Linked DNA regions of Macaca mulatta: region 1 is linked to region 2. Evidence: chromatin contacts called from public Hi-C data. All regions are on one chromosome and are shown on one strand. The core of a region is the stretch at or near the end of the contact, and the rest is flanking DNA. Distances in the headings are between cores, read along the strand shown.

Evidence for each region. Hi-C and Micro-C count contacts between places; a contact is called where the count stands out from the background.
Region 1: a Hi-C map of liver shows a contact between it and region 2, with 3 times the contacts expected there. The contact joins the promoter of MTMR10 here to the promoter of LOC144329830 in region 2. A contact is called at or near these places in 2 of 14 Hi-C or Micro-C datasets (fibroblasts and liver).

The regions. Positions count from the first base shown.
Region 1 is chr7:8,166,504-8,169,203 of T2T-MMU8v2.0, reverse strand. MTMR10 (myotubularin related protein 10) reads right to left here and starts at 1,386. Exons shown (of 16, transcript XM_001109855.5): 1 at 931-1,386; 2 at 266-326. The coding sequence starts at 990. LOC106999104 (a long non-coding RNA gene) reads left to right here and starts at 1,213. Exons shown (of 2, transcript XR_013395479.1): 1 at 1,213-1,461.
Region 2 is chr7:8,081,372-8,084,100 of T2T-MMU8v2.0, reverse strand. It overlaps LOC144329830 (transient receptor potential cation channel subfamily M member 1-like), which reads right to left and starts at 1,363. Exons shown (of 8, transcript XM_077939029.1): 1 at 1,226-1,363.

The sequences.
Region 1 (2,700 bases), core at 137-2,636, 85 kb before region 2:
GCAGACAAACACGTAAGCAAAGAGTACTTTTACTACCCAAGCAATTAAACATATACGTATTTTCAAAAAGAAATTCAGGAGACAAAAAAGGAAATGAGGTAATGACATTCTTGACAGTTCCATTTTCTCCTCTCAGTCACTAGATTTTTAACTGGAGAAAGTTTAATGAGAGAAGGGAAGTTAACCACATGATACTAGTCGGCAGAACAATCTTAGACCAAAATACATTGCTAAAGTATCTGCTAAAATTCTAACTAACGTTTACCTGGCAAAAGGACTGGCTCCAGTTTTTTAATCTTCGGTTCCGAACTGATCTTATCGTCAGTCTGAAATACATGAGCAAAATAAATCAAAATCTCAATACCCCCACCCTCCGTAAAACGCTACAGCAAATGTTGTTTTCTAAGTGATGACACAGGCGAAAGACACATAGCCCCCATTTAAATTCTTTCACATATTAACTGAGCTCTTTTAAAGATCTGCTCATTATCGACTTGGAAGCCTGATAATAAAAATTACTTAAACGGCCAGTGTCGCTTCCAGGTGTTCACATTTATGACAGACGGGTAACCACCTCGACCAGCGACCCCAAGCGCTGCAATCACGCTGGCGGTCATAGGAGGGACGGTCGACGGGTTGGAAACTAAAGAAAACCCCAGCTCCCAAGGCTCCCCTGGGTCTCAGCACTCGGTAAAACTACGGAGGACGGACTTCGGGCAGAGAATGGCTGCAGAAGAGTTTTACAAGTTTTCGCCGAGACAGTGGGGCTCCCGAGAAGGCGCATTTCGCGGCGCCGGGAACCAGGCAGCCGCGCGGCTGAGGGCAGGGAGACGCGCGCAGCCTCCCGGGGTCCTCCAGTTCCCGGGGGTCGGCCTGGAGGCTCCACGGAAGCGCCGAGGAGAGAGGCGCTCGCGGGGAGGGGTTGTTTACCTGGGGCGGCGGCAGGAGGTAGGACCTGAAGGTGGGTCTGGGCGGCTTGAGGGAGAACATGGTGCCGCCGCCTCTTCGCTCTGTTCCCGTCGCGGGTCAGCTGCAGCGCCGACGCCTCCAGGCGTAAAGCTCTCAGTGAGGCCGCCCAGGCCCCTTCTGCGGCCAGCCGAGCCGGGCTGACTGACGGGCGGGGACACGGCGCAGCGCCCGCCCGAGCGGGGAGGGGCCGGGCACAGCCAGACCGACGCGGGCGCCGGGGCTCATCCCCGGAAGGGGCCCGGTGCCCCGCCCCGAGAGACGGCGCGCGCAGGGCCGCGGCCCGCCGCTCCCGGGCCGTAGCCCGTGCTAGTGCCGGAACGCAGGGGTGGCGCCGGGTGCCCGCTGGCGGGCCCTCAGCCCGGGCGCCGCGGGGAGCGGAGCCCGGCAGCCATCTCGAGAGCGCGGCCTCAGGAGGGTGCTCCTACGGCAGCCCGCAGGGGTCAGACGGCCCGTGGGGGCCTACGGCGGCCTGCGGGGGCCACGGCGGCAGCGGTCAGGCGGCCTGGGACGGCGGCGCGGGGCATCTTCTGGCCGTACTGCAGTCCTGGGACAGTTCCCATGACTTACACATGGGCCGACTTCGCCCTCCGGCCCGGGCGAGCTCAGGGAGGAGCCCAGGGCAGGGGAAGGGGACTTGGGTCCAGGGGTTAGGCGGTCACCCCGTCTGCGCCCAGTATGCGAGGAACCGGCACTGGGAAAGTGGGCCGGTGCCGCCAAGCACAGGTCACTTCTGAGCTCTTACCGTAATTCAGACTGGAGCAGACTTTGGTGGGAGGGGGCTAGTGGTGTTACATTTTGGTGATTCTATGACTTGAGACTAGGTCCTTCTTATACCTTGAAGAATCAAACCCCAATCCAGCACTTTCTGATTCATGTCACAGGGAAGCTCCCATGTAGCCCTATCAGTCACAGTCATACTGATGAGTGTTACTCACAGGAACATTTAACAATTTACATAAAGATTCAGAAAGTTATTCTTTTTCTGAAAATGATTTATCCTGGATATAGAATCCTACTGATCTTTCAGGTTAACATGTTTGAATTCCACTCTGCCCAGGAACCATAACCATAACTATTTTTTAAAGAGTCAGGGTCTCACACCATCGCCTGGGCTGAAGTGCACTGGCATGATCAGGGCTCACTGCTGCCTTGACCTCCTGGGCTCAAGTGATCCTCCTGCCTCAGCCTCTCAAGTAGCTAGGACTATGGGCATGAGGCACCGTGCCTGGCCATAACTGTATTTTAAAATGTTAGTTCCATTGGATTCGAAGTGTTAAAATCACTGTCGTGCACACTTTTAAAAAAATTTTTATGGATATGCTGTTATTCCTCTATATTCAATGGATATTTTCTACAAATACTCTTCAAGCAATCATTGGCTTTTTCTTTACACTTAAATGACTCTGTGATTTGGGTTTTTCTGTACAGGTTTTCTTAGGATCTGCAACTCTAATATGCGACCATACAACAGAAAAGTGGAAAAAGTCTATTTCCAGATTTATTATTGTCTTAACATTTCCCAGATATCTAGTTGTATTTGTCTGCTCAGGCTGCCGTAACAAAATACCACAGGTTGATGGCTTAAAGAGCAGACATTAATTTCTCACAATTCTGGAGTATGGAAGTCCAAGATCAAGGTGTTGGCAAGGTAGGGATCTGCCTGACTTGTGGCAGGCAGACAGGCGAGGGCTCTCTGTCGGATTTGCAGATGGCTGCCATCTCACCGTGTGC
Region 2 (2,729 bases), core at 114-2,613:
ATATTGTATTAATTAACTATGGATTAACAAAACAGATTGCCCCAAATCTTAGTGGCTTAGAACAACAAACATGTATTATCTCCCAGCTTCTATGGACCAGGACTTGAATGTGGCTTAACTGGGTGCTTCTGACTCTGGTCTCTCACAAGGATTTGACTGAGCTGTGGGTGGGGCTGTGATCTTAAGAGAAGAAATGAAACCCAGAAGGATCCATTTCCAGGCTCACACTCATGTGGTTGTTGGCCCCAGGCCTCCCTTAACTCCTTGCCAGGGGAAACTCTTTCCAGGGCAGCTCACGAAGGGGTGGCTGAGCACCCTCTGAGCGCGCAAGTGAAAGAGGGTGTGCAAAACAGAAGCCGGGTCTCTTTATAACCTGGTATCCAAAGTGACAGCCCATGGCTTTTGCCATAGCCCATTCATTAGCATTGAGTCACTCAGTCCATCCCACACTCAAGGGACAGGGTTACACAAAGCATGCATATCAGCAGTCAGGGACCTTGGGGCCATATGTCTACACACATATGCACATACGCATGCATGTCTGTGTGTTTACACACTCATACATTCCCCGGCTCCCTGAATGGGCTTCACAATAACACCTCAATAGCAATGAGCACACCTGTGCTCCAATACTGGTTTCTAAATACCATTCTCCACTAAAAGGAATCCAGGGCTGGGACGGGGAAGTATAAGAAGAGCCTGGAACATCTTACTGTACCAGCAAGTGGGAAACTTTACTTTAGACATGGGAACATGCCAAAAGAACACAGTAGCTGCTTGAAGGGGCTCCCAGTGGCTTTCTCTGGGATTCCCTGAGCATGAAAATAAACGACTACAATGAAGAATTATAACCTTTAGACTTAAATAAAGACCCATGAGTCCACACTGATATAAATACATATGTAAATAAACGCACAGGGGAGGGGGAAAGCTCTTTCTTCCAGTGAAAAGTCCCTATTAAATGTGGAAGGAATGATGGAATCAGAAAATCACCATTTGGCAACCATCAAGAATCTTTGATGAATGCTAAAAGTAGTGGGTAAAAAGTTTGAAGAGTAACAACGTATCTACATAATCTCAAAGTATCTCCAGTGGATACTTATTAGTTACAAAGGAGAAATTAGTAACTAGACAGTGGAGAATTCTGGGGAGAACCACCTAAAACAAAGTGCACATCGCCTGTCATGGAACAAATATTTATCCTGAGGCTCTGGATAAAACTTACCAAGAGGAACAAAAGTGCCCAAAGTGCATCATCCGAACCTGATCTGGAGGAAGGATCATCAGACAGCCCGAGCTGAGGGCCATCCTACGAAATAACCCACCTGCGTTCCTCAAAAACGCCAAGGCCACGAAAGACAAGGAAGAACTGAGGAAAGATTTCAGAGGCTGGACACAAGATCTGGCACAGTCCTTCCCTAGCCCCCAGGCCCCGCCCTCAAGTCCGCCCCCATCATCCTCGACCCCGCCCCACACTCCGCCCCCTGTTCCCTCTCACGGCCCCGCCCTCTCAGCCCTGCCCTCCAGGGCCCGCCCCCAGCCCTGCTCCCTCTCACTGCCCCGCCCCTCTCACTGCCCCGCCCCTCTCCCCGCCCCCTATTCCCTCTCAAGGCCTCGCTCCTGGCTCCCTCCCTGCTCACTCCCACGGCCTCGCCCCCGCAGCCCAGCCTTCCAGGCCCCGCCCCCAGCCCTGTTCCCTCTCATGGCCCCACCCCTCGTCCTTTCCCACACTTTCCCTGGCAGCCCCTCTCCGCCCTAGCGTAAGAAACCAGTGCTGGGGCGCTGCCCAGGAAACCTGTGCCAGCACAGCATGGGGAATCAGAAACTAAAGCCCAGGCTCTGAGCTCTTAGGCTCAGGCCCCTCGTCGTGAAAGGAGGAAACGCAACCTGCCCCACAGGACTTAATGCCACCGGCGGATGACGGAGCAACAACGTGCCCCTCACTTGCTTTTGTGGCTAAGTCTGTTCCATCACTAGGGGTGTTTAGATGCCTCCTTCAAGGCAAGGCAGGGCCCCTGGTCTCCTCCCTATCATGCCAGTGAAGGGCATCGGCTTTGCAATTTGTCCCCAGATTCCGAAAAGGAGGGCTTTTCATAGTGCCGAGCGCCAGCCCTTGCTGTGGCTCGGCACCAGGGCAAGTGCAGCTGGCACCAGGGCAAGTGCAGCTGGCGCCAAGGCCCGTGCCAGGCTCAATCCACTCACTTCCCTCTGCTTCAACTGGAAATTCGTCTTTTCCTAATAAAAACGCTAGCATGTGACTAACGTACTTTCTCGGGGGGTGGGTAGGGTGGAAGTGCTTTACTTAGGTATTAACCATTCGTTTTTAAAAAGTTGATACAAGGAAATAGCCTCAGTCCAGCCCTGCAAGTTACTGCTGAGTCCTCAGAAATCTTCTAGAACCTATGAGGAGAAACAAGAGGAGTAAGAGCCACTTTGCCTGCAGCCTCTTTCTTGGGAAGCAAGATGAACAAATCCAGCCCTCTCTTTGTTCCAGTCTCTGCTCCACTGTGGCCTCTTCACCAGGGCTCCCTGACTTCCCATCTACCCCAAACCCTGCGCCCTGTTTTCCATAAACCTTCTCCCCCACCTTCTCCCTCTCCCCTCCTCCCCAACCTCGCACCAAAGCCACAGAGGCAGCAGCCCCCTTCAGTTCTCTGCTGGATCCCCTGTGCCTCCAGGAGTGCCTGGCGAGAGCTCAACATCTCCTAATGACTCAGTGGTTTACTCAA